6 separate regions of the Sus scrofa genome follow, and all the other regions are linked to region 6. Evidence: chromatin contacts called from public HiChIP or PLAC-seq and promoter capture Hi-C data. All regions are on one chromosome and are shown on one strand. The core of a region is the stretch at or near the end of the contact, and the rest is flanking DNA. Distances in the headings are between cores, read along the strand shown. Region 1 holds the start of RBM6 (RNA-binding protein 6). Region 2 holds the start of MST1R (macrophage-stimulating protein receptor). Region 3 overlaps DAG1 (dystroglycan). Region 4 holds the start of DAG1 (dystroglycan). Region 5 holds the start of TRAIP (E3 ubiquitin-protein ligase TRAIP). Region 6 holds the start of MST1 (hepatocyte growth factor-like protein).

Evidence for each region. Promoter capture Hi-C pulls out the DNA fragments that hold promoters and counts their contacts. HiChIP or PLAC-seq counts read pairs in DNA pulled down with a chosen protein or histone mark.
Region 1: a contact with region 6 is called in a promoter capture Hi-C map of liver, with 4 times the contacts expected there. The contact joins the promoter of RBM6 here to the promoter of MST1 in region 6. A contact is called at or near these places in 2 of 5 promoter capture datasets (fetal skeletal muscle and liver) and 2 of 2 datasets of contacts at active chromatin or transcription factors (alveolar macrophages and skeletal muscle).
Region 2: an H3K27ac HiChIP or PLAC-seq map of alveolar macrophages shows a contact between it and region 6. The contact joins the promoter of MST1R here to the promoter of MST1 in region 6. A contact is called at or near these places in 1 of 5 promoter capture datasets (fetal skeletal muscle), 10 of 47 Hi-C or Micro-C datasets (alveolar macrophages, embryonic fibroblasts, fetal heart ventricle and 6 more) and 2 of 2 datasets of contacts at active chromatin or transcription factors (alveolar macrophages and skeletal muscle).
Region 3: an H3K27ac HiChIP or PLAC-seq map of skeletal muscle shows a contact between it and region 6. The contact joins the enhancer-like site here to the promoter of MST1 in region 6. A contact is called at or near these places in 1 of 5 promoter capture datasets (liver), 8 of 47 Hi-C or Micro-C datasets (alveolar macrophages, blood, fetal skeletal muscle and 3 more) and 2 of 2 datasets of contacts at active chromatin or transcription factors (alveolar macrophages and skeletal muscle).
Region 4: a contact with region 6 is called in an H3K27ac HiChIP or PLAC-seq map of skeletal muscle. The contact joins the promoter of DAG1 here to the promoter of MST1 in region 6. A contact is called at or near these places in 1 of 47 Hi-C or Micro-C datasets (liver) and 1 of 2 datasets of contacts at active chromatin or transcription factors (skeletal muscle).
Region 5: an H3K27ac HiChIP or PLAC-seq map of alveolar macrophages shows a contact between it and region 6. The contact joins the promoter of TRAIP here to the promoter of MST1 in region 6. A contact is called at or near these places in 2 of 5 promoter capture datasets (fetal liver and liver), 13 of 47 Hi-C or Micro-C datasets (alveolar macrophages, embryonic fibroblasts, epiblast stem cells and 8 more) and 2 of 2 datasets of contacts at active chromatin or transcription factors (alveolar macrophages and skeletal muscle).

Annotation. Positions count from the first base shown.
Region 1 is chr13:32,443,175-32,447,886 of Sscrofa11.1, forward strand. It overlaps RBM6 (RNA-binding protein 6), which reads left to right and starts at 1,770. Exons shown (of 22, transcript XM_005669583.3): 1 at 1,770-1,967.
Region 2 is chr13:32,420,619-32,424,948 of Sscrofa11.1, forward strand. MST1R (macrophage-stimulating protein receptor) reads right to left here and starts at 2,996. Exons shown (of 19, transcript XR_002337520.1): 1 at 64-2,996.
Region 3 is chr13:32,085,033-32,089,608 of Sscrofa11.1, forward strand. DAG1 (dystroglycan) reads left to right here. Exons shown (of 3, transcript XM_021068744.1): 3 at 2,620-4,576. Among named protein-coding and RNA genes, the nearest start is that of BSN, 20 kb to the right of the region's middle. Within about 2 kb of position 2,864, at least 2 of the 83 cell types and tissues checked have an H3K27ac peak or open chromatin away from gene starts, as enhancers often do. A contact at or near this core is called in skeletal muscle, where this site is marked.
Region 4 is chr13:32,025,267-32,029,807 of Sscrofa11.1, forward strand. It overlaps DAG1 (dystroglycan), which reads left to right and starts at 2,753. Exons shown (of 3, transcript XM_021068744.1): 1 at 2,753-3,799.
Region 5 is chr13:32,378,452-32,383,166 of Sscrofa11.1, forward strand. It overlaps TRAIP (E3 ubiquitin-protein ligase TRAIP), which reads right to left and starts at 2,537. Exons shown (of 31, transcript XR_002337524.1): 1 at 1,091-2,537. CAMKV (caM kinase-like vesicle-associated protein) reads right to left here. Exons shown (of 10, transcript XR_002337521.1): 10 at 2,677-4,576.
Region 6 is chr13:32,217,872-32,222,036 of Sscrofa11.1, forward strand. MST1 (hepatocyte growth factor-like protein) reads right to left here and starts at 2,174. Exons shown (of 16, transcript XM_021068776.1): 1 at 1,929-2,174; 2 at 872-1,019; 3 at 688-800; 4 at 490-604; 5 at 252-388; 6 at 51-171. The coding sequence starts at 2,022. RNF123 (E3 ubiquitin-protein ligase RNF123) reads left to right here. Exons shown (of 39, transcript XM_021068771.1): 1 at 1-738.

The DNA of each region.
Region 1 (4,712 bases), core at 520-3,019, 220 kb after region 6:
TGTGAAATCTCAAAGATGGTGTGTCCCAGGGCTCAGGGCTGGAACTCTGCTCTTCTGTCCATGCTCACTCCTTCATACCCTAGGTCATCTCATCCAGGCCTTTGGCTTTTTAAATTTTTTTATTTATTGGTCACACCTGTGGCATGTAGAAGTTCCAGGATCGAACCTGAGCCACAGCTGTAACCAGAGCTATAGCAGTGACAAGGCTGGACCCTTAACCTGCTGAGCCACGTGGGAACTCCAGGCCTATGGTTCTAAATACCAGCACCAGTGATATGTTGATGCCTCCCAGAATTGCATCTCTAACCCTGACCTTTACTTGAACTCTAACGTAACCAACTGCCAACTCCACATCTCATCTCATAGGCATCAGAAATAACCTACGCAAAACTGAGCTCCTGCTGCTTCTAACAAAATTGCTTGTCCCATATTCTTCCCTCTTTCCCCTCATCCCAGTCCATGTCTCCTGTTGCCACTGTGACCACAAGGGTAAAAGTCCTTCTGTGCTTGTATTACTGCAGCAGTCTCCTAACCAGCTACCCTGCTTTTTCCTTGTCCACCTTCAGCCAATTCTCCACAAAGCAGCAAGAGTGATCCTGTTTACAGGGAAGCTGTGATATTATTCTGTTCAGAGCCCTTCAAACAGCTTTCCATCTCCCTCCTTACAGAAACAACTCATTTTAGCAGAGACTGCTTATTTCATTTGTTTGGCTTTAGTAACTGCTCCCACTCCCATCTCCACTACAGCAGCAGAGTTTATCAGCTTTGTTCAAGTTCCTATATCTCCAGCACCTGATACAGTGCCTGGCACACAACAGATGCTTCGTACAGTTCTTGACTGAAAGAATGACTTCCAAACAAGATGCCTGAAAAAATGAAAAGGTAACTTAATCCAACAATCTCTTTTCTCTACAGTTAAGTCTTTATTTTAGAATGATTTACAGCTTTTCTTGCGGCAGACTTATTTGACCCTATGATGTTGAATTTAGGCTGAGGGTCCAGTAACAGAGATACCAGGTGGCTGGAACCAGCAAGCATTTTCAACAAAGTAGACAATCCACCTAGAAGCATGGAGCAGCTGGCCATTTGAAAAACATTAGCTGTGAGCTGCAAGATACCTTCTAGTTCCTCTGTGATTTTGCACAAGTCACCACTGGCCATACTGCCCAAGAGCTATCCAGGCCCTGTGGAAACTGAGTGGATTTTCCTTCATAGATACAGCTACTGAAACTTTAACATGGATGATACCCACCTGGTATTCTTGAGCTGGGGATGCCTAACTTGGAAACCCATCAGAAGAAGGGGACGAGCCTCCCTGACTACTGCTTTTCTATCCTATCACTCGCACCTATGCTTGGATCTTGGGCAATAGGACTACACTCCAGGATTAAGAGGATGAGGAGCAAGGCTCCTGTGTGGGCCAAAAGCCCCCGCCCCGGAAGGCTTAGGATGGAGTAGGCTCCCTTCCGTTTCCTTAATACTAACGGAAAATAAGGCGTTTTCAAGGTTGGCAGACCAGGGCCGTATCCGCGTTCTGGCGGGGAGCAAAGCTGGACAAGGCCAACCCACCACAAAATACGCGTGCTGCTCAACTCCAGAGAGCGTAAGGAGACAGCCCGCCGCGGGCTACACTACAAACCATAACCCCCAGCAGCCCCAGTGGACTGGAGGCAGGAAAGCGCGACCTCCCATTGGACACCGGCAAGAGCGTGCCCTTACGCCCCACCCCGCGCAGGCAAGGACACCTCCCCTGCCCCGCCCCCTGCCCCCCGCGCGGGGCACGGCGGGAGTGGAGTCGGCGCGACCAGCAGCTGTACTCCATCTCCCGGCGGGCAGAGCGCTGAAGGCGGCGGCGCCTTTGTGGAGGCAGCGGCCCGGCTCCGAGGAAGTTCCAGTCTCCGCGACGCTGGGTCGGTGGCGGCGGCTGAGGATTAGGAGGAGCGGGCCGCGGAGGCCGCGCTGCCTCGGTAAGGGCTTGGGGCAGTAGAGAGGGCGTGCCAGAGCCTACGGGGAGGGAGCCGGCCTGCCAGGCCGCTCTGGACGTCGCGGGCCCGCGCGGCCTGGAAGCTGCGGCTTCGGTGTCGCGGGGCGGCCGCGGCCTCGCCAGGAAGAAGAGAGCCAAGTGGCGGTGTGGTGAGGGAGGCGCCGCCCACGGGAGGAACGCCCCGGAACGGTCGCGGGCCCGGGGCGGAGCGGCGCGTCGGTAGAATTACCGGTCCTGTCTCGGGGCGGCCAGCTGCGGGGTCTGGGGCAGGCGCGTGGGTCCCGTTCGGTGCTCTCAGTCTGTGGAGCTGCAGGCGGCCCTATCTTTCTCTTTTTCCCTGCTTTTGGAGGAATCCGATCCAGTTTTGAGGCATCGCTCGAGAAGGAGCCTTTCTTGCCCCTAGCACGTAACCTTAACCCTACCTGGATAGACACGAATGGGTTCAGCTAGGCCACAGAGCGCGAGAGTTCGCTGCCCAGCGCGCGGGGCTGTAGAACCTGGAGGCTGGGGAGTGGTCTGGTGGGTCCTGTGCCCGTTGGTCGAATGTGGGAGGAGAGGGGTGTTTTCTCGTATTTACTCTTTAAATTGCTTTTGGCATTGTAAATCCGTTTTTCTGTAAACTTTAGAATTGACGTTGTGCTACTGAGCTCAACTCTGGGTGTGCATTTTTTAGAAAAGGCCTCGTTTTGTAGGGTACATAAACTGTAAGGGTAATTGTGTTTTTGCATATTCCAGGTTTGCATGTGAAGGTCAGAGTTTCGGGATCTAGGTGGAGTTCTGTAGACTGATGCACCTGGTCACCTGATTTATTTTCTGAACTCTGGATTGTGCCCTAGGTTTGTTAGTTTTCAGTTTCCTGTTGAGTAGTGCCACCAGTGTGAATGGTTTAATAATGTAAACATTAGCAAGCTTGTGAGGACTATAGGGAGCAGTATCAAGAACTGATAAGGGTGGGACTGGCAATGTCTAAAGTTAACTAATGATGTGTTACGGTTTTGGTGAAACACAAAAATTGGATCTGAACATTGCCTGACTAACTAGCATCTAACTAGGCACCTAACTTATAGGATAGGTACTAGGTCTCTGTTTCTGCACATCTTTAGCACCCTTCTTTATAGAACTCTGTTATCAGAGTTGGATTTACTTTAGGAGCCTAGTTTTAGTTTTTTTTTTTTTTTTGCTTTTTAGGGCTGCACCTGCTGCATATGGAAGTTCCCAGGCTAGGGGTCCAATCAGCTACAGCTGCCGGCTTACACCATAGCCACAGCAACTTGGGATCCAAACTACATCTGTGATCTACACCACAGCTCACCGAAAGGCTGAATCCCTGACCCACTGAGCAAGGCCAGGGATGGAACCTGCATCCTCATGGATACTAGCAGGATTTGTTTCTGCTGTGCCACAATGGGAACTCCCAGGAGCCTAGTTTTTTGTACTTTCATAGGAGAATTGTCAATGGAGAGGTTACTAAGTGAACTCTCCAGTCTTATTAAGGGTACATGAGCAAGGTTATACTTTTCTGCCAGTGTTTAAATGGATAAACTGATATGTTAATAATCTGATTCAGAGTTGTATTAAGATTAAAGCTCTTGGAAAGTTTTGAAATTTTAAAGATCAAAAATCCTGGACTCTTTTAGCTGTATACCAAGTACTTTGAATTAATTTTTTTTTTTTTTGATCTTTTTGCCATTTCTTGGGCCGCTCCCTCGGCATATGGACGTTCCCAGGCTAGGGGTCGAATTGAAGCTTTAGCCACTGGCCTGCACCAGAGCCACAGCAACGTGGGATCCGAGCCGCGTCTGCGACCTACACCACAGCTCACGGCAACGCCGGATCCTTAACCCACTGAGCAAGGCCAGGAATGGAACCCGATACCTCATGGTTCCTAGTCGGATTCATTAACCACTGAGCCATGACCGGAACTCCCAGAATTAATTTTTTTTTTGTCTCTTCATCTTTTTAGGGCTGCACCCTCGACGAATGGAGGTTCCTAGGCTAGGGATCCAATCGGAGCTGTAGCCGCCAGCCTATACCAGAGCCACAGCAACTCTGGGATCTGAGCCTCCTCTGCAACCCACACCACAGCTCACTGCAATGCTGGATCTCTAACCCACTAAGCGAGGCTAGGGATGGAACCTGAGTCCTCATGGATCCTGGTTGGGTTGTTAACCGCTGAGCCACGATGGTAACTCCTAGAATTAATTCGTCTGCTAGATTTCTAGAGTAGTTGTTCATCTCATTCACTTAGTTACTGGGGTATCTATTGGGTACCTTTTAACCCTGTCACGTTGTGGTACTCAGTAAAACAGAGTGGGTAATTGCAGGAGCTTTGGATAGGGTTTGAACCCCTGGCTCCTCCACTAAATGAATGACATTGGACAAATTACCTAACTTCAAGTTCCTCATATGTAAATTGAGGTTTAGAAATGTCGCTACCTCAGAGTTCATTTGTGGCTCAGCAAGAACCTGATAGCATCCATGAGGATGCAGGTTCCATCCCTGGCCTTGCTCAGTGTGTTAACAATCTGGTGTTGCCACAAGCTGCATAGTATATTACAGATGCAGCTCGGATCTGGGCTGCTCTGGGTTGCTGTGGCTGTGGTATATGTAGGCTGGCAGCTGCAGATCTGATCCAACCCCTAGCCTAGCAACTTCCATATGCTCCAGGTGCAGTGATTAAAAAAATGTAGCCACCTTATAGGTTGTTGTGAGGTTTATGTAATCCCTT
Region 2 (4,330 bases), core at 1,746-4,245, 200 kb after region 6:
TCAGTGCTGGAATGGAAGCATGTGAGCACTACCCACAAGTGAAGTCCCCTTCTTTCTGCTCACCGGGTTGGGGCATAAACTGGGCAACTGGAAGAAGTCTAGGCCTCGCCGCAGGCCCTGGTGGACGGGAGGCTCACAACAGTGCTCCACTCCCAGATCGATGAGCCTGTTCAGCAGGTTGACGGGAAAGGCGCAGACGACAGAATTAGGATCCACACTCGGGCCGCTGTCTCTGCTTGCTGAGAATACACCGAATAGCACTTCCTGGCCCTCAGAGATGCTCAGCTCAGTAGCCAGTCGGCCTCCCACTGCAGCAGCGTGGGCCGCCCGCAGCACGGGGTAGGGTTGGCCGCCCTCATGCGCCGAGCGACGCCGGCGTTTAGGCGCAAAACGGCAGTCGAGGACAAGCTCGCGGTAGTCGCCGAGGTCGGTCTCTACAGCGCTGAGTCGCGCCAGGTGAGTGTGTAAGCCGCCAGGAGCAGCTGCCACGTTGACAGGCTGCACTGTCAGGAAATAGACGAAGGCTCCGGAACGGAAACTGTACACGTATTCGATCCGGTAGGAAGAGAGGTGCTCAGGCAGCACTGACAGTGAAGCAAAGCCTGGTGCGAATCCTGAGGCGTCAGCCTTGAGTCGCCGGATGGAGACTGAGCGTGGGCTGAAGCTGGTGGCCACTGCTGAGTCCAGTGACGATGCCACATAGAAGTAGGAGGCATGGCCCTGCTCAACGATGGTCACAAGTGTGCCCAGAGGGCTGGCCACACAGTCGGGGCAGTCCTCTGGTCGATTGTGGTGGTCAGAGAAAAGGCAGACTGGTGGCGCCAGGTGCAGGACTGTCCCACGGGGCTCTAGCTCATGCAAGAAGCAGCGGCCATGAAGGCTGGAGCCACAACTGATTAGTGCTGGCAGCGCCGGCTCCAGTACTAGCACCTGCGCATCTGTGTCTCCCGGCGGAGCGTAGGGGCCTGGGCCACAGGCTGCACATGTCTGGCAGCCAGGGTCCCCAGCAGGGCCCGTGGCCAGGCTCTCAACTGGCTGCAGGTCAGGCCCAAGCACGTGCAGGCGATTGCGTGTGGCCACGAAGACGGCACTCCCTTCCCCGTCGCCATCATAGGTCGTCACAGCCTGTACCGGACCGCCGGCAGAGTAGCTGGGCATCACGTACTTCACGTCAAAGTTGCGGGAGGCAGCGTAGGGGATGCGCGGGCACTGCCAGGACCCACCTGTCGCGGGCACAGCCGGCAGCAGTGGCAGCAGCAGTAGTAACAGGAAGGGCAGCAACGGCAGCGGGTGGAGCTCCATTGAGGCCCAGACCGGGCCCCGCGGAGGTTCCTGCAGGCCAGGGTCTGGCTGGGAGCCGACTCTAAGTCTGGGTTGGGACTAGCGTCGAAAGCCGGACCTGAGAGCCCTCAGGCAGCCGACTACGCCAGGGTGCCTGAGGTGCCGACCGCCCTCCCCTGCCCTCGGGTCTGAGCAGCTGGAGCAGGCGGACGCACACAGACAGGGAACAGACAGGCTGCCTCACCTGCTGGCCCAGCTGCGGCTCCCAGCCCGCGCCCTTAGAGCAAACTCAGTTGGAAAGCCTGGGCGGGGCTGGTGGGACCAGGGTGTGGGGGCGGAGCTGTGGGCGTGGCCCGCTGTAGGACTAGCCTAGCCCGACCGCTCAGCCGGTGCGACTCTTCCCGCAATCTGAAGCCTGAGTCCTGCATCTACTCCTGGGCGCCTTTTTCTCTATGGCCTCTGGATGGTTGTGCTGGAGTGACCTGGAAAGAGGTTAAGTAGGTCTGAGCCTTCCTGTTCTGCCTCCACTCCCCCCACCACGACCGACAAGGAGGAAGTGAAGGGGCGGGGTGGGGGGGCTGCCCCAGCACTTTGAGGACCACCTGGTCTATTTCTTCTCTTGGCTCCAGGATATTACAACATCCTCAGACCCTTGTTTCTGGGCAGGGCCTGGTGGACCCACCGTGTGGGAAACAGAGACCACCAATGTGTGGAGAACCAGAGGGGAAGTGTGGGGAGACCCCAGGAGTGGCACTACCCTCGCTTAGGCAGGAACTATTCCTCTGTGGGCCTGCCCTGGGCTGACAGCTACAGGACGCTGTCAGAGGACAGTGCATTGCACCCTGCCCACCCAGGGAGTAGAAGTTGTAATGTCCTGCTGGTTGGACATTAGAGTCAAAGGAGAAGCAGCTTATGTGGAGGCCCAACCCTAGCTCTGGTCCGTCCACCACTGCCTCAGTAGGTGGCAGCTGTAGGATGAGGACAACAAAATATGCAATGCTGGCCTTTGTTCCTGGCTCTGCTCCAGTGCCTCCCTGGTATGGTGGAAACATGGGCTTTGGCTCCCAGGGGACCTCTAACCTGCTCTGAAGCCAGGCTGGGACTCAGTCTCTCGGTCTCTGAGATGAGGATGTAGTTCTAACTGGGTGGTTGCCCAGAGTTCTCTCTCCAGGCTCTGAGAGGTATGAGGCAGGGGGAGGGAAGTCACCCTAGGTCTGCTCTTGACACCTCTTACCTGGACTTCAGCAGCTGCTCCCTGGTAACTGGCCCCCCCAACATTGGAGGGGGGCCTTAGGGGACATTCTCAGCCTTACAGCCCCCTCAGCCAGGTGGGCCTGGACCCTGGAGGGAGGGTAATCTTCACCAGGTTGCCCTAGGCTGAGGTCTGAAGGACCCGTGAACTGTGAGTCCCAGAGCTTTGGAGGGTAAGGCGGTCGTGGGGAGAGAAGCTCTCAGCCCAACAGAGCTCCTGACCCTACATGTATATCCTCTATTCACCACCCAATCCAGACTCCTTGTTCCTCCTTCAGGAGCAAGCTTTTACCTTCCTTCTCTTGCAACTTAGGTGGCATCTCCTCCAGGAAGCCTACCTGATCCAGGCAGTGCCAGGTGCAGTTTGTGGGTCTCACAGACCCTGTGCACAGTTTACTCTAGATACCTGACATCCCCTGCCTTCATTCCTTTTTTTCTTTATCTTTTTCTTTCTTTTTCTTTTTTTCTTTTTAGGGCTGCACCTGTGGCATATGGAAGTTCCCAGACTAGGAGTTAGATCGGAGCTGCAGCTGCTGGCCTACACCACAGCCACAGCAACGCCAGGTCCAAGCAGTGTCTGAGACCTACACCCACAGCTCACGGCAACACTGGATCCTTATCCCACTGAGCAGGGCCAGGGATCGAAACCACATCCTCATGGATACTAGTCGGGTTCATTACCATTGAGCCACAGTGGGAACTCCCCCCTTCCCCCATTTCTAATCCTGGACTCCCCTACCCCTTTAAGCTGGAGCTCAGTGAGCATTTGGTGACAGAGAGGAACAGCACTTGGGTGGCCACTCCCAGTGCTAAGAGGATACTGTGCCTGAGGCAACATAAAAGACACTCCCTCCTTTAACGAGAATTGGCCCGGAAATGAATAAACACACATCAGAAGTTATGGCACCATTCCTATGTTCCACAATCAACATGTCTAAAGATAGTCACGCTGGGCAAGACTAAAATGAAACATTCTCTGCCTAGGGATGAGACATGGGTTCCTGTGACCCCTATTCTGACTGAGGAAATTAGGAGAGACTTCTGGGATTTGGGAGGAAACCTCACAGGCTCTCTTTAATCACCTGTTCACCTGTTTTGGGGGTGAGGGTGTGGGGGTGCAGCAGCCAACAATTGGGTCTCTGCTGCCGCCGTGTGGCCCAAATGTTCACTGCCCCCAGGCTGGCATCTCCTCTCAGAAACCCTTGGTCTTTGACAGCAGAGGTCCACAGAGTGCCTTTTTCTCCCTGCTTATCCACTCAGCCTTCAGGAGGGGGGCAGGTAAGCCATGTGGGGGTAGTCAGCTGATGGGTCTTGCGTGCCGAGTACAAGCACTCTTCCAAGTTGAACTCACAAGATCTGACCAAGCTTAGAAACTGCCCGACTGCCCTTGCATTTGTCACCTTGAAGGAGTGCTAGCCACTCTGCCCTCTTTGGGCTCTCTCTCCCTCTGAACATTACCCCAGCCTCTTTCTCCAACCTGAAGGGATCATCTTAGGGGCAGCAGAGGGGTCTCTCAAACTACAACATGACACATCACTCTGCAGCTTTAAAATATGACTCCCGGAGTTCCCGTCGTGGCTGTTGTTAACGAATCCAATTAGGAACCATGAGGTTGTGGGTTCGATCCCTGGCCTCACTCTGTGGGTTAAGGATCGGCATTGCCATGAGCTGTGGTGTAGGTCGCAGACACGGCTTGGATCCCACATTGCTGTGGCTGCAGTGTAGGCCTGCGGCTACAGCTCCGATTAGACCCCTAGCCTGGGAACCTCCATATGCTGCAGGTGTGCCCCTAGGAAAG
Region 3 (4,576 bases), core at 1,614-4,113, 130 kb before region 6:
ACGTAGCTGGAACAGACTTGAAAAAGCACTGGGGCTGCTTACTCATCTCTCCTGATGGAACACACAGGGCTGGGTACACACAGGCCTAACTGGCTGGCAATTCAGGCATATCCCATGGGCCTAGCTAGCCACTTGGCACCCACCTCTGGAGCGTCTCTTAGTCTCTCTTGGTCCTGTTTAGTCTTTTCTAGGTGGCGTCTGCTTGGTTGACTTAGTCAGAGCTCCATACTAGACCCTCCTGTTCTCCTTTGTCTGCCTGCACTCTTCCAGGTGTAGTCATTGGGATGGAGTGGGATTAAGAGAAATACCCTTGGGAGGCTGGAGACCTGGGTCCACATACTGACTCACCTGCTCTGGCTCTCAGGACTGTAGTTTCTACCCCACATCTATAAAACATCTCATGTTTCCCTTGACTTCTCCATTTGGCCTTACATCTTGGCCTCACATTTTTTGCAAAACAAGAGCATTCAGCCTTTGCTTTATATGTTTTTTTTTTTTTTTTTTTTTTTTTTTGTCTTTTGTTGTTGTTGTTATTGTTGTTGTTTGGGCCGCTCCCTCGGCATATGGAGGTTCCCAGGCTAGGGGTTGAATCGGAGCTGTAGCCACCGGCCTACACCAGAGCCACAGCAACGCGGGATCTGAGCCGCGTCTGCAACCTACACCACAGCTCACGGCAACGCCGGATCGTTAACCCACTGAGCAAGGGCAGGGACCGAACCCGCAACCTCATGGTTCCTAGTCGGATTCGTTAACTACTGCGCCACGACGGGAACTCCTTTATATGTTTATATGTGGATATGGAAGTTTTTGTATTTAATATAATTGAACTGAAAAAAATTTAAAGCATAGGTTTTTCAGTCAAAGCAGTTGTAGTAAGTGTTTTTTTAGCTAAAAAAGATTGTAAAGGAAGAAGAGAACATATTTAGTATTTTTCATGGATTTAAAGACAGGCACCCATGTTTATAGTCATTTTACCGTTTCAGATGTTAGCTGTGTTTGCAGTGAATGGTGAGTGACAGGATGGAGGATTCTTGGTGGTGCATTAATTAGATGGTTGTGCACCCTAGAGTTGATGGAATGTGGTGTCACAAAAGAAACACTGTTCATAGACCCTCAGTGAACTCAACGGCTCAAAGAGCAAGTACTGAAGGACAACTCCTCATAATGTCATGTCTTCTTATGGCTTTTTGCTGCAGATAGGAAATCTGTTTTTTTTGGGCAGTAAATATCTGGTCCCCGATAAAGTTGATAGAATGGCATGCCACCTGGACACCTGGATCCTGGCTGGGAAAATTAGGTAAAAAGTTCAGGGTTTCCTCCTCAATCACTCAGGCACCTGGCTCTTGGCAAGAGGAACCAGAGCCCCTGGGGAACCCAGTAGGCATAGCTCTGGCCTTCCTGCCACAGAGAAGGCCATTCCTGTCCCTCTGCTGATAAGCAGTGACCATAAAGGATAGTTCCTGGGCTGGGGCTGGCAGTAAGACATGCCCTCTATTGACCAGTGTCTCTGGACTTGATGGACAGGACAGTGGAGCTGAGAGTGCCTTCAGGCAGACTAGGGTCCCCACCTTTCTTGCTTTGGGCGCAGGAATGGGTGTTTCCTGAAAGTGAGAGTAGTCATAGATGGGGCCTGAGCAAGAGACAAGTCTTGTTTCCCTGTTGTCAGCTGATGGTGGAAGTTTTTATGGCTGCATTCCCTTAGAAGCTTTATATATTACCAGTCATGCCGCTGTGGAAAAGGACTTCCACCCTGAAATAAGTCTGCAGGGTGCTATTGGGTGGAAAAGGGGATGAGCTCCCAAGGCCTGCCTCTGTGCATCGGCTTTCTGAGGGAAGAGGTGAGCTCTGTCAGTTTCCCAGGCTTAGTTGCCTACAGAATTCTCTTTCAGAGATACTGGAGCTTCTTGTAATGCCTTTGATAAACAGTCTTCTTAGAATAAATGTTTCCATTCCTCTACTCTGGGCATTGCAGTTTTTCTTGAGGTTTGAAAAGCAGGATTAATTAAGACATTAGATACAGCTAACCAAAAGTGCCCCACTAAACTTGAATGTAACGGGGTGGTTATAAAATGAGTCATTTGGGAGCATTGAATTGTCTGTGCACCCAGACCTGTGTGTATTTCCACTTCTGGGCAGGGAAGACACTCTAGGCCAGGCATGTGACTTAATAAGCAAAGTTGTGGTGTCTGCGGAGGGCAGGGGAGAAGTCTGAGGCGAGGTCGGAAGGGGGTGCTGAGGGATGAGGCACTTGAGCTTGATTCTGCAGGCAGAGTGGATGAGTGGGTGGCAGGGCCTGTCATTGGTGTAAAAGCCAGTAACATTCTTGAGCTCCATGGCATCAGTTCTCTGGGGTGAGGCTTGTGTTTGAGTGCCAGCACTGCTGTCTCCCCACTGTGTGCTTGAGTGAATCATTTGCCTTCCATGCTAGCCCTGGCACCCCCAGTCTTTTATGACAGGCAAATGAATTTCAGGACAGAGGGCTTGGTTCCTTCAACAGGAATTCTGGAGTGTGCTCCAGGCCTGTCACACAGTTCAGGCTAGGCTAGTGGTTAACTGTTGTGAATCTTTTCAGGTTATGCAGTGATAGTAGCACTTAATTCACGTTAACATCTCTTACAGGTGTCAGCAGCAGGGAAGGAAGCCTTACCATCCTGGCTGCACTGGGACCCCCAGAGCCACACCCTGGAGGGTCTCCCTCTTGACACTGATAAGGGTGTGCATTACATTTCGGTGAGTGCTGCACGGCTGGGAGCCAACGGGAGCCACGTCCCCCAGACTTCAAGTGTGTTCTCTATCGAGGTCTACCCTGAAGACCACAGTGAGCCACAGTCTGTGCGAGCAGCGTCACCAGATCCGGGCGAGGTGGTGTCATCTGTCTGTGCTGCTGATGAGCCTGTGACTGTCCTGACAGTAATTCTGGATGCTGACCTCACCAAGATGATCCCAAAGCAAAGGCTCGACCTTCTGCAGAGAATGCAGAGCTTCTCAGAAGTGGAGCTTCACAATATGAAGTTAGTGCCAGTGGTGAACAACAGACTCTTTGACATGTCAGCCTTCATGGCTGGCCCGGGAAATGCGAAAAAAGTGATAGAGAATGGGGCCCTGCTCTCCTGGAAGCTAGGCTGCTCCCTGAACCAGAATAGTGTGCCTGACATTCATGGTGTGGAGGTCCCTGCCAGGGAGGGTGCTATGTCTGCCCAGCTTGGCTACCCTGTGGTGGGTTGGCACATTGCCAACAAGAAGCCCCCTCTCCCAAAACGCATCCGGAGGCAGATCCATGCCACACCCACACCTGTCACTGCCATTGGGCCCCCAACCACAGCCATCCAGGAGCCACCTTCCAGGATTGTTCCCACCCCCACATCTCCAGCCATTGCTCCTCCAACTGAGACCATGGCTCCCCCAGTTAGGGATCCTGTTCCTGGGAAGCCCACAGTCACCATTCGGACTCGAGGTGCCATTTTTCAGACCCCAACTCTCGGCCCCATTCAGCCCACTCGGGTGTCAGAAGCAGGCACCACAGTCCCTGGCCATATCCGCCCAACAATGACCATTCCTGGCTACTTGGAGCCCACGGCGGTTGCTACCCCTCCTACACCTACCACCAAGAAACCACGAGTATCCACACCCAAACCAGCCACACCTTCTACTGACTCTTCAACCACCACAACTCGAAGGCCGACCAAGAAGCCGCGGACACCCCGACCGGTGCCTCGGGTCACCACCAAAGCACCCATCACCAGATTGGAAACCGCCTCCCCGCCTACTCGCATCCGCACCACTACCAGTGGGCTGCCCCGTGGAGAGCCCAACCAGCGCCCAGAGCTTAAGAACCACATTGATAGGGTAGATGCCTGGGTTGGCACCTACTTTGAGGTGAAGATCCCGTCAGACACTTTCTATGACAATGAGGACACCACCACTGATAAGCTGAAGCTGACCTTGAAGCTTCGGGAGCAGCAGTTGGTAGGTGAGAAGTCTTGGGTACAGTTCAACAGCAATAGCCAGCTCATGTATGGCCTCCCCGACAGCAGCCACGTGGGCAAGCACGAGTATTTTATGCATGCCACAGACAAGGGGGGCCTGTCAGCTGTGGATGCCTTCGAGATCCATGTCCACAGGCGCCCTCAAGGGGACAGAGCTCCTGCACGATTCACAGCCAAGTTTGTGGGTGACCCAGCACCAGTAGTGAATGACATCCACAAGAAGATTGCTCTGGTGAAGAAGCTGGCCTTCGCCTTTGGGGACCGCAACTGCAGCACCATCACTCTGCAGAACATCACCCGGGGCTCCATTGTGGTGGAATGGACCAACAACACCCTGCCCCTGGAGCCCTGCCCCAAGGAGCAGATCACAGGGCTGAGCCGGAGGATTGCTGAGGATGATGGCAAACCTCGGGCTGCCTTCTCCAATGCCTTGGAGCCTGACTTCAAGGCCATGAGCATTGCTGTGACAGGCTCTGGCAGCTGTCGGCATCTACAGTTTGTCCCCGTGGCGCCACCCAAGAGGGTGCCCTCAGAGGCACCACCCACAGAGGTGCCAGATAGGGACCCTGAGAAGAGCAGCGAGGATGATG
Region 4 (4,541 bases), core at 1,503-4,002, 190 kb before region 6:
AGTAAACACTGGGATGTTTGCCTTGGGCCTTGCACAGGGCTTAGACTCTTGGGGATAACTGTCAACCAAGAAGTGAGGTAGGCAGCACTCCCTGATGCCTTCCTTCCAAACAGAAATTGTGCCTCTATTATGTGCATGCTATTAGGTGATTGTTGCAATATGGGATTAAGCAGGTGCACATATCTAGCCTCAAGGGCTCATACTCTAGTTGGGAAGACAAACCTTAATCTGAGAATCTTCCTGAAGCCTCTAGCTGGGGGTCTAAGTGGAGGGTGGAGGAAGCACCAGAGGCTAAATGGCCAGAAGAGTTGAGGGCTGAGCATCCTACCCGAATAGCCTCATTCTTGGCCTCTTGATCAGTGCCCACCTGGGCCCATACCACATGGGCCCTTGGGGCAGCTGTTCTTGGATGTGCCCTGGGCCTCACTCTTAGCTGCAAGCACCAAGCCTGAACTAGGGTGGCCTAGGCCCTGTGGGGTTGCAAAATAGCTCCCAAGGGCGAGTAGCTGTGGACCTAGTGCTAAGCCCTAGGGTGGGGTGTGCAGTTTTCTACAAAGGGAAAGTCTTCAACTCTCAGGACTATAGGGAGTAACAGTACCTTGCATTCACAGCCCCATCCAGCCTTGGCGTACATGGAGATGGCCACCTCCCTCTTTACTCTGCTATGCATTCCATGGGAACGGTTGGGCTCCAGTAGTGGCTTGTTAGGCCCCAAAAGGCTGGTCCAACTCTGGCCATTCAGGCCTCTTGCCTTCTAGGGCCTGAAGGAACAGAGGGTTGTGGAAACCCCAATTCTAGACAAAAAAGGAAGCCACCAATGAGGCCCAGAACTCACAGTTGTTCTGGCCTGGGAGGGAAGTGCCAAGGCTGGAAGGTTGCAGGAGCAGGTGAGCATTGGGGCCAGCCTGAGGCTCAGACCATAGCATCTCCAATTGAGTCCCAAACCTAGAGAGGCAGAGACTGGAAGGATTTTGCTGTGAGAGCTTCAGGCAAACTCTGGTTTTTGCTCCCCTCCTCCTAGGACTAAGAAGATCCTACCCCACCTTTTGGCACTAAGTAGTTGAGGTAAAGACCTTCCCTTAGCTAGAGCTCTAGGGAAGCTTGGGCATGTGGTGCTGGGTCCCTGGAGGCCAGATTGAGGCATGGTGTCTCATCTAGCAAGACCAATGCCAAAAATGAAGGGGAGTCACTCTAGCATCCATGGATGGTCAATGAGGACTAAAGAGCAGTAGCTTCTGTGTAGATGGTAAGAAGGATGAGGTCTGTGCTCACTGCTGTCTTTTGTTTTGGAAGAACATTTACATATAATTGTACAGTCAGACACTAAAATCCCCAGCAGAATTTAGGGCTGCAAAGCAGTGTCTGGTGTATGTTTGGGGGAGGGGAGGACACGCTGTAAGTTGAAGGAGTGAATGAAAGAATGTATTTTGTTTAGAAACTCATAATTTTCTGCATTTTTAGCCTTTTCAAAGAAGCTAAATTTCAGAGCTGGATTTTTTTTTTTTTTTTTTTTTTGTCTTTTGTCTTTTTGTTGTTGTTGTTGTTGTTGCTATTTCTTGGGCTGCTCCCTCGGCATATGGAGATTCCCAGGCTAGGGGTTGAATCGGAGCTGTAGCCACCGGCCTACGCCAGAGCCACAGCAACGCGGGATCCGAGCCGCGTCTGCAACCTACACCACAGCTCACGGCAACGCCGGATCGTTAACCCACTGAGCAAGGGCAGGGACCGAACCCGCAACCTCATGGTTCCTAGTCGGATTCGTTAACCACTGCACCACGACGGGAACTCCCAGAGCTGGATTTTTTAAAGTTTTAATATCTAAAGAATGATTTGGGGATTTTCCTTAGTCTTTTTTTTTTTTTTTTTTGTCTTTTTGCCATTTCTTGGGCCGCTCCCACGACATATGGAGGTTCCCAGGCTAGGGGTCGAATTGGAGCTGTAGCCGCCAGCCTACGCCAGAGCCACAGCAACGCGGGATCCGAGCCGTGTCTTCGACCTACACCACAGCTCATGGCAACACTGGATCGTTAGCCCACTGAGCAAGGCCAGGGATCGAACCCGCAACCTCATGGTTCCTAGTCGGATTCGTTAACCACTGCGCCACGACGGGAACTCCCCTTTTTTTTTTTTTTTTTTTTTTTGTGGATTTTCCTTAGTCTTTACTTCTTTTTCTGGTCTGTATGAAGTTTGGAGCCCATGAATTTAAGTTTAAAGAATCAAAGGGAAGGAGTTCCTATCATGGTGCAGTGGAAATGAATCTGACTAGTATCCATGAAGATGCAGGTTCGATCCCTGGTCTTGCTCAGTGGGTTGGGGATCCAGTGTTGCCATGAGCCATGGTATAGGCCACAGATGAGGCTTGGATCCCACATTGCTGTGGGTATGGTGTAGGCCAGTAGCTGCAGCTCTGATTCCACCCCTAGCTTGGGAACTTCCATATGCTAGGGTGAGGCCTAAAAAAAAATATCACAGGGAGTTCCCATTGTGGCTCAAGGGTTATGAACCTGACTAGAATCTATGAGGATGCAGGTTTGATCCCTGGCCTCATTCAGTGGGTTAAGGATCTGGTGTTGCCACAAGCTGCTGTGGAGGTTGCAGATGAGACTGGATCAGGTGTTGCTGTGGCTGTGGGGTAGTCTGGCAGCTGCAGCTCTGATTCAAACCCTTCCATATGCTGCAGTTGTGGCCCTAATAAGAAAAGTAAAAGAATCGCAAACAGGTATGTGCATTTGGGAGATGGGTCATTCTTTTTTTTTTTTTTTTGCTTTTTAGGGCCGCACTGGTGGCATATGGAAGTTCCTAGGCTAGGGGTCAAATCAGAGCTACAGCTGTCAGTCTACGCCACAGCCACAGCAATACCGGATCTGAGCCTTGTCCGTGACTATAACATGGCTCACAGTAAAGCAGGATAGCACACTCACTGATAGAACCTGCATCCTCACGGATACTAGTTGGATTCACTAGTTGGATTCGTTTCTGCTGAGCCTAAAGGGGAACTTCCGGGGCATTCATTTTTTCTCTCTCTGGAGTCTGCTTCTCCCAGTCTTTCCTAAGGAGAGGAAGAAAGCAGGGGAAACCCAGTTCCACCAGGATCCCATGAGCAACCTCTGGCAGGCAGTAGCCAATTCTGTGTTCAGAATGTAATAGCTGACAAGAGTGCGGGCCTGGAATTCCAGCCTGGCCACAGGCCCAGGAAGGGATGGACACATTCTGCACAGGGAACAGAGTCCACCACAGGTCCCATACCCCGACCCGTTGAGTAATTGTTCAGGTCTAGTAACTGAAGCATCTGAGGCCTTTGAGGTGTGGGGGGGTGGCTAGGTAAGCCCTAGGGACAGTGAGAGCGTCTGTAGGAGCCTCCCCTTTAAGGGAGACAGACCTCAGCAGTAACTACCCGCCTTTCTTCCCCCCACCCCCTGAAAGAATGCGGGCCTTGAGTGAGTGACCAGAGCCAGCGGGTCAGAGCTATTTCTGGCGCCTGAGGAGCATCGGATTCCGGGTGTTGAGGGCAGGAGGAGGGGACGAGGGTCAGGCCCGAGCCACTTCCTGGACGCCCCCGCCTGCTGGGGGCACCCGGAGAGGGGCGCGGCTCCCTGCCCTTCCGGTCCTCGCCTCAGTTTCCTCATTAGTATAGGAGGCGGGCAACCGGGCCATCATCGTTTGCAATTTAGAGGACGCTTCCTGAGTGTTTTCTTGGCTTAGAAGTACCTGATCTGCGTTAGAGAGAAATCAGCAGGGCCAAAGGCAGTCTATGGATGGCTAGTTGCGGCAGGGCCAGTCATTAAGCCTGACCACCCGGGTAGGTTGGATGATTCTCAGCGGCTCAAATGCCTGAGGTTGGGCGCGGCGCCCCTCCCCCGCTCCCAGGTCTGAGAGCTCCCCGAGACGCGGACAGCTTGGGGCGTGTTCTAGGGGCGGACTTGGCTCGCCGCGGGGCGGGATTTCCAGGATGGGGCGTGTCTTTTCGGGTGGGGGCGTGGCGGGCCAATAGGCAGAGCGACGCTGGCGCGGGCGGGGGCGGAGCCTTTGCGCGGGTGCGGCGCTCTGCGGGGCGGCCGACGCAGGCAGAAGCGGGCGTCGCGGGGACTGTCGGTCGGCGCCGCACGGAGCTGGCCGCGGGATTGGCTGCAGCACTCGCGTGTCAGGGGGTTGCTAGGCTCCGGCCGCGCGCCCCGCCCTCGCGCTCGGCGCCCTCTCACCGCTCGGTACGTGCTCGCGCTGAGGCTGCGGTGCGGCGCTCGCGCTCCTTGGGCTCGGCGGCGGCGGCGCGGCAGCGGCAGCGGCAGCGGCAGCGGCAGCATTGCTCCGAGTCCCCGGGGAGAGGCGACGGAGTCTTGCGGCCCGGAAGAGCGAGCACCTGCTGCAGCCCACTAGCCGGGGCTCGGTGAGTGCGCCGCCGGTCCCCCGCCGCCGTCCTAGCCTTCCGAGGAACACCTGCTGCTGCTCGCTGTTTGGCCCGGGGCGGCGACACGGTCGCGGACGTCCTTGCGGGTGAGGCGGCGGCTCGGCTGGGGTAGAGCCATCCCGTTGTTCTCGGCCCT
Region 5 (4,715 bases), core at 1,287-3,786, 160 kb after region 6:
TTTTTTTTGTCTTTTTGCCTTTTCTTGGGCCACTCCCAGGGCATGTGGGGGTTCCCAGGATAGAGGTCAAATCGGAGCTGTAGCCGCCAGCCTACGCCAGCACCACAGCAACACGAGATCCAAGCCGCGTCTGAAACCTACACCATAGCTCACAGCAACGCAGGATCCTTAACCCACTGACCAAGGCCAGGGATCAAACCTGCAACCTCATGGTTCTTAGTCAGATTCGTTAACCACTGAGCCACGACGGGAACTCCTATGTTACACATATTTCACCACAATTTTAAAAAGGAGCTCTTAATTAGCCTGTCCACAGCTGCTAGGGGAATCTTGCCACCAGCCCTGCGTTCAACAGAATGATCCTACAGGTCAGCAGAATGCCTTGATGAGCAAGCACTTCCTTGCCCTGTAATAATGTTAACTTGGATTTGCTGGGGTTTCTGACTCTGGACAGAATCTTTGCAAACCACAACAAATCGGGTAGCCAGAAGTCTACCAAGTCTCGGAGAAACAAAAGGGCTTGCTGATGTGGTGAAAGCTCATCTCTGCCCCGAGCTAATAATTTTGAAATCACATCCCGTTGCAGATAGATCAAGGAAACCCCTACTCTGTCGTCCTTAAACCAACGGCGGGGAGTTCCCATCATGGCTAAATGGTTAAGGAACCCGACCAGTATCCATGAGGACGCGGGTTTGAGCCCTGGCCTTGCTCGGTGTTTTAAAGACCAAGCGTTGCAGTTACCGAGAGCTGTGGTGTCAGTTGCAGACGCGGCTCGGATCCAGTGTTGCTGCGGCGTAGGCCGGCAGCCACAGCTCGGATTCCACCCCTAGCAGGGAACCTCCACATGGGGCGGGAGCCACCCAAAACAAAAACAAAAAAAAACTACAACCCCGTTCCCCCGGCCTCAGGTCATCTGTCATCTCCTCCCGGAAGCCTGTTTTGACCTGGCCTCTGCCCAAGTCGGAAACTCTCGTGGGACTCCAACTAATGCCGTCCTCATCACCAGTCAGGGCACCAGGGAGGCCCGACACCCCACAGTTTTGTAGCGATATCGGGCGGAGTGCCCAGATCCAACACAGCGGTCACTCACCACTGCAAGTGGAAGGTGTGGCCGCAGTGGATGGCTGCCACGTCGCGGGAGTGATCGAAGAAGTCGGAGCATATAGTGCACAGAGCACGAATAGGCATGACTGGTCTCAAGTGGCCCAGGTAGCCAAGGAAACCGCGAAGGGTCCAGCTTCGTGGCCGTGCCTCAGCGTCCCAGCTTGCTTCAAATTTGGCTCCACAGCGCGACTTCCGGAAGCGAACCGGAAGTGGCTACAAGGCGCAAAATGAAGTTTGGGCCCGGATTGGACGAACCCTCGGGGGCGGGGCTTAACGGCCTCTCAGGCCGAAAAGAATCCTGGGGCCGAGCGCGGGCCTGAAGCTCAGCGGTAAGTCCCTCGCGGCTCCCGGGAATCGCCCAGTACCAGAACACAGCGTTGGATGGGCACCAGGAGCAGCTACGCCGCCGGCCGAGCCCCTTTCTGGGGCAAGACAAGACGTTACGGTCCCAAGCCGGAGCTGGGCACGGTCTCCTTAGCCCTGTTCTCTCAGCGCAGCCATCTCTGCACTTCGCGAGAGTTTAGAAGAGGCCATAAGGGGGTGGGACGATGGTACGAATGGAGAGCGGGTCCCTTGGGCTCTGGGCAGTTCTCAACCGTATAGAAGACCATACTTCCCGGACCAAAAGAATGCTCCGCCCTCTCAGCCCTCTCAGACTCTTTAGTGGTCCTCGAAAGGACACGGGTCAGGACACTCCCAGCTCGCCCTGGCTCTATACAAACAAGGTTGATGATCCCTAAGTTTAAAGGTGGTGGGGCCGGTATCCTGACTAGCTCCTAGCTCTCAGGAGAATCAGTTTTGCCTCAGTACTGCCTTTTGGAGGCCCAGATCCTTCATAGACAAGTGGCTAACAAATCTTTTTCTTATTCCCATATCAGAGAAGTTATCTTTGGGATCCTAAGTAAGAGCAGCATCCCTGGTGAATTCACCTGGGCTGATCCAGGCTGGAACAAGTATTCCTAGGAGTTTTGATGATTAACTGTTTTTAGTAGTGGTATCCCCCTCTCCCCAGAAGAAACCTTATGCAGAGTCCCATAATGTAAAGCCGATCTGTTCCACCTGAAGTAGACTCAGAGTGAAGTCCTTGGGGCCTACGTGGAAAGCAAAGGTGTTCACAGGAAGGAATAATCAACACAAAGGATAGGACAGAATCTTTGTGTAATGGCCACCCTGCACCCATTCCCCAACCCAGGGAAGCCCACTTTGGCCATGGGCAAGGTCTCTCCCTATGGTGGATGGCCCTTGGTGGGTTCCAGGTCTATGCCTAAGTCAAGATAATGGCTCCTTGTTCAATAGGACTTGTCAGAACAGTAGCATAGAGGTTATTCCTTGGCACAATCCCAGCACAGGACCCACCACCCACATGGATTTCTAGAGTCCAGAGGACCCCTGCCACCATCAAGGAACACACTGTGGTGAGGATGGTCTGTACTCTCAGCCCAAGCAATCCATATGGAACTGAGCACAGACCACTACCTGTGAACCTACTCCCAGCCTTCCCCTACACACTGCCTTTCAGGGGCCCCTCCCCAGTAATATAGAGGAAGCAAAGGCAAGAGGGTGGCCAGAGGCTTTGGCAGAATGAAATTTATTTGCCAGGTTCAGCAGGTACACGGCCCACCGACCTTCATACACCAGAGCAGACCCACAGGCATGCAGGGAGAAGGGCAGGACTATCCCCGAGTGCCAAGTGAGGGCCAGGACCAGTGTGGCTGCCTGCCCAGGCCATAGTGGGGTCTGACAAAGGGCACTTGCCAGGAGCCTCCGTCAGGAAACTGGGGAGCTTTATTCCACTCTTTGATTCCAGCAAAAGCAACTCAGCAGGGCTCAGAGGCACTTAGGCCTCACTCTAAGCCTTGACAAAAGGGGAAGTGGGTCACTGACATAGAGAGGGTTCCTTCTATTTTGTTGAACTGAGAGAGCAGAAAATCTGCCCCCAAGAAGGGCAACCCCCCAAATCAGACTGTGGGACACTGCCATGCAGCTGGCCCTCTGGGATGGAGAGGACTGTGGACTGAGCCTGAGGCGGGTCATATGGGAAGAGCCAGGGGCAGCCCTCCTTGTCTGCCCCAGGGTAAGGACTCAGCTAGGCTGGTACACTAGGTGCTAAGCCTGCACTCTGCCCTCCCAGATCTCATTGCCACATCCTAATTGCTCCTCCTTCCCTTTACAGACTCATGAAGCTCAGGGTACAGGGCAACCACTGCAGGACCCAGGAGGGCAGGAAATAGCACATGGGTCTTGGGAGAGACTTCCCAGGGACAAAGATGGAAGTGTCTACCTTTCTACTCATTCTTTTTCACTTTTCAGGAACCCCTCAGCTACCAAGCAGTGCCCCCAGCCATGCAACCAGTCTTGAAGCATACTGCTTTAGATTATTGCATTCTCTGTACCAGCCTGTTTCACGCCTAGAGCAGCCCACACACCACAGGCACATACCTTCATGTGCAGGAGCCTAAGACCGCTGACAGGGCCTCGCTGGAGGACCAGCTCTCAGGGCAAGGCCACCCAATTTAGGGCCTGGGAGAGGATGGGACCTGCAGGGCCTGCCTGGGGGAACTGTGAGGCAAAAAGGAAAAGGGAACAGGAGCAGGGACCTCCTGAGTATCCCTAGAGCAGCATCCCACAAGGAACAGAAACTGATGAAGCTAGCAAAAGACAAAAGCCACAAGGAATCCATGCAGGGGCTGGGGCTGGTCCTGCCTCTGGCCTCCCCACCACTCACACACATACACACAGGAGATGAGACTGCTCTCCTGTGGCCCCCAGACATGCCCTGTGCTGGGAGGCAGGGGCAGGGGGCAGTGAGGGCATCATGCCAGTGATTCTATGTACAGTGCGAAGCCCCTCATCTACTCTCCCACCCTCTTGCCCATCCCCCATCCCCCACCAGCCTGCCCACTCAGCTGGTCTCCCTCCGAGACTCCTGGGCAGAGCCAGCAGCCTCTTTCCCTTTACTAGAGGGTAGAGCCTGGCCTGTTGCGCCCCCTGGGGCTGTGCTGTCCGGCTGGGCCAAAGCCGGCTCAGGAATGGCAGCAGCCTTGGTGGCTGGTGTGGCACTGCTTTGGATGGTGGGCACAGTGCTTTCTTCCATGGCAGGTGTGGCTCTCCCATCAGTGGCTGGAGTAACACTTCTGTCGGTGGCTGGGGTGACACTCCCATCAGTGGCTGGGGTGATGCTCCCATCAGTGGCTGGGGTGATGCTCCCATCAGTGGCTGGGGTGGTACTGCCATCTGTAGCTGGGGTGGCACTACGGTCTGCGGGGGCTACATTATCGCTCTTTGCAGCATCACCCTCTGTGGCTTGGGTGGCACTGCCCCCAACAGCTGGGGCAGGTCCACTTGCAGCAGTGGCCCCACCTGCAGCCCCAGGGGTGGCAGTGTCTGTGGCTGGGGCAGGCTGGGCTGCAGCCGTGCTGGACTGCTCCGGTGCCCTGAGCCGTTTCATGAGGGTGGTCACTCGGACAGCCTTCTGAAAGGAGGACAGTGGAGAGAAGCTCAGAGCAAGGCTTAAGGAGTCTGGATATATTCCTTCGCAAAGGCCAAATCCAGACCCTTTCATGGTGCCCTGGCTGCCCTCTGAGCACCTCAGAGCCAGGGACCCAGTTGCT
Region 6 (4,165 bases), core at 924-3,423:
TGGGCCCTCCCCTTGCCCGGCCCCCTCGTGCGGAGCTCGCCCACGCGTACTTGAGGGGCTCAAATGGGTGCGGGTGCGGGTGCTGCAGGTCCCAGCGCTGACACTCGCGTCCTGACTCGGTGCGATCCACTGAGCCGCGGTAATCCTCGCCATTGCACCAAAAGCAAACGGCTGGAGAGGAAGAAATTGTGGGTTGGTGGACTGCGCTGGGCATTCTCCTCCCGCCCCAGGCTTGACCTGGAGCCGCTTACCCTCCTGGCAGGACTTGATACCGCAGCTCTGGAAGCGCACGGCAGGGTCCATGGTGTAGCACCAGGGACCTCCAGGGTCCCTGTCCGGGTTGCGGCAGAAGTTCTCCTCCAAGCCGTTCCGGAGTGTGGGCGTGTACCTGGGTTCAGAGAGCGGCGATACAGTGAGTGCGGGGCGGGGGTGGGGGTGGGGTGCTGGCTCCAGGCCGGCGGGAGAAAGGGGATCTACATTCCGTCTTACTTGTGGTCATTGGGAAACCTGAGGTTCCAGCGCTGGCAGGGTAGGCCACCCATGGTGATGGCCACAGTGCCCCGGTACTCGACCCCATTGTCCATGATGCAAGTCCGAACATAATCTGAGAGCAGAAGACCCAGGATCAACAGCGCCTGAGACCTCAGCACCTCTCTCCCCAGCCCGCCCTTCTCCGAAGCCACTCACTTTTCTTTTGGAAGAGATCAAAGCTCCCTGAATGCTGCAGCCGTGTATGAGGTGAGTGCTGGGTCCATGGAAGCAGTTGGCAACCATGGCTGCTCACATTGTAGTGGAAGGCCCTGGGAGGGGGAGGCATAAGGTCACCTGGTGCCCCTATACCCAGTTTTATCTGGATATTGTGGCCTCTTACCTGCAGTCCATCAGGGGCCCACAACGCCCTGCACACTCCTCAGCATCTGCCACATCCTCTTGCCAAGACCCAGGCCCCACTGCATGTAGCAGGTGTTGCAGCTCAGTACCCGGGAGCACCTGGAAGTCATTTAAGGGCGAGCGCTGCCCTGCAGGGTGGATATTTGTAGCATCATGTGAATATCAGCACATCCACACTTTATTCATTCAGGAAATCAAACTGCATGGCCTCTCTCATGGATCCTGTGGGTCCATTCAAGGGTCAAACCCCTGTATGGGGTGGGAGAAGCAGGCCCACACATGGTAGTTATCACTAGTACGCTTGTTTAATGGGCAAGGCACTAGGCTCAGATGTAAAACATATACTCTACGAGAGTAGCAGGTGATGGTGCTTGCCCTATGGGGCTTGGCTCCTCTCATTTCTCAGATAAGAATGGTAACGGTTGGAGTTATCATACTAAATAGGCGGAAGCCAAACCCAAGTATTCTGACTCCAAGTATAGGCTCTCATCAGGGTAAGGGCATCTGCTAGAGGGTTAGATCAGTCTTATGAGAGATTACTGCCTGCGTGTGTGGTCCTAACACTGCCTCAATGCTGCAGCAGACTTTTTTTTTAGGGACACACCTGCAGCATATGGAAGTTCCCAGGCTAGGGGTCTAATCGGAGCTGTAGCCGCTGGCCTACACCAGAGCCACAGCAATGCCAGATCCAAGCCGCATCTGCAGCCTATACCACAGCTCACGGCAATGCCAGATCCTTAATCCACTGAATGGGGCTAGGGATCGAACCCACAACCTCATGGTCCCCAGTCGGATGCCTTTCCACTGAGCCACAATGGGAACTCCTGCAGCAGATGTTTTAGTGTAGGCCAGAATAGGCAGTGTGTTTATGTGTTCCTGGGGCTGCCCAGCTCTGCTCAAGAAGCTAAGGTTGCTCACTGCTCCATGCCCAGTAGGAAAGTAAGTTTCTGGCTGGAATAGCGGGATGGGCCTAGGGCCAACCCCTTTCTGAATGCAGGCGGGGATCAGGGCTGGGGGTGAGGGGGAAGAGCACTTACCAGGGGCCCCTGAGCACTGCGTCAGAAGCAGCAGGAGTGGGAGCCACCCCATCCTCCTGGCTGGAGACTGCACTGTGACCCACCACAGCCCCATCCGGGAAGTTGTGAAACTAGTCCCTACGGGATTGGGTGGCTCTGGCTCCACACCCCCACTCAAGGCCTGCTGGGGCCTGACCTGAAACCCAGTGGCAGGAATAGGGGTGGTGCCAGACCTCAGGCCCCCTAGGTGAGGTACAAGTGTCTTCGCTCTGGCACAGCTAGCTCCCAAGAGGCCTCCCTATGTAGTGGACAGTGTTGGAAAGGTTTAATGGGGACACCTGAGGTGCTGGGGCTGGGGAAGGGCAGGGGCATCCCTACAGCCTAGGCTGCTCTGAAAGGAAGAGCAGTGTGTATGGGGTTGCTGCCAGAGCCGGGTTCCAGCCCTCAGCCCCCAGCCCCCAGCATAAGTGGTGATATTTAACTTTTCTGAGCCTCAACTTTTCTCCTGTAAAGTCAAGTTCCCTACCCAACCCCCTAAGCAGCTTACCCCTTTTGCTGACTTAGCCCCAGCTGGAGGCAGGTCGACCCACACCCCTGGCAGCAGAGCCCACCGAGCTCCCCTTGCTCTGCCAGAGATGCTATCCCAGGGAAGATGAGCGAGGTCATTTGTCTGGCCTGAATGGAAGTGAGGCTGACAGGTACCAGGGACCCTGGGAGGAGCAGCCTTTCAGACGTCCGAGGGGACCTCTGGGCTGGGCCTCCAAATACCGGTAGGAGTTGAGGTAGGAGGCCAAGGTCTCCTAGGACTCAGCGTGGCGACAAGACTGGGCTAGGAGCGCCTCCTAAGTAGACGAGGGTCGGAGGCATTTGGGCAGTGAGGCGGTTGGGCAAAAGGCAGGGGCCGGGACATTCCAGCTGGAGGCTGCAGGTGGCGCCCTCTGGCGGAGGCCGGGCGCGGGCCGATGCGCTTGCGCGGCAGAATCGCGGTTTGGCCCTGAACGGGCGCCGTAGGCGAGAGGCTGGGCGGATGTTGTGAGCCGGGACGCCACGGCCGAGGCTGGGGGTGAGTGAGGGGCGACGGGGGCCCAAGAGGGGCGGGTCCCCGCAGCTTCCGTTGCGGCCCGGCCAGTCTAGCATGAGGGTGCTTCCCGTGCAGGGGGTTGCAGCCCGTGGTGCAGGACTCTAGGCTGGAGCTGGCCTGGAAGAGCCTCTGGAGCTTGAGGCCGGGCGGAGACGACTTCGGGAAGAGAAGCGCTACCCTCGCGTCCTTGGGCTCCTAGGTGGGGTCGGTTTGGTTCTGAGCCCTGATCCCCCGGCGGGGCTGACCAGGGTCTACGTGGCAGGGACCCCCGAGCCAAGCCAAGGTCCACCTCTCACCTGTATCCTCAGCACCTGACACCCCGAGTGGATGTCTGGAAGGTTTGCTCATCAGATCAGTGACCACGTCTAATCTGTCCTGCACCTGCTTTGGTGTGAGAGGGCCAGTGGTGGGCATCAGGGCGAGAGTCACTTTCCCAAGGGGCAGGCGTGGTGTGCACTGTGAGTGGGCAAGGGTGTGTGGCAGGAGCTAGAGGACCTGTTTAGGGTGAGATAAGAAAAAGGAGTGCTGTCTAAGGCAGTGCTGGAGAACCAGGCTTTAGATTAGCTCTGGCCAGTAGAGCTTTGTGTAATGACGAGAATGTTGTTTATTTTCAGCGTCTAGTCCAGTAACCACTAACCACATGTGGCCACAGAATCCTTGAAATGTGACTAATATAATTGAGAAATTGATTTTTAAATTTTAAACTTTCAAATTTGAATAGCCATGCATAGTTAGTAGCTACTGTGTTGGACAGCACAGCTCTAGAACAGTGAGGCTGGCACCAGCTGCTTAGTGCAGCTTCAGAAGTAGCTGCACTATGGCATGTGAGGCATGGACAGCAGTGGGAAGACCAATGGGATCTGCATTTGGGACAAGGGTAGTGGTCTGATGGGACAGGAGGCTGTGTGTGTGTGTGTGTGTGTGTGTGAGAGAGAACAGGAAAACTAGCAGGCCTTTGGAATGGAGAAGGGAGGATCTTGGGACTGAGAAAGGGGATCCCGGTCTGGGGTGTCAGCAGGACTTGTAGCTGGAGATGGCATCAAGGCCTCGGAGCGTGAACTTTCCTTGGTGTAGGATTCTCTCTTCCAATTTGGATCCAGTGTGGCTTACGGCTGAGAGGGACGGGGGCTCTGCCCCAGCCTATCTCACCTTGGATGCTTTGGTCTCATTTCCCACT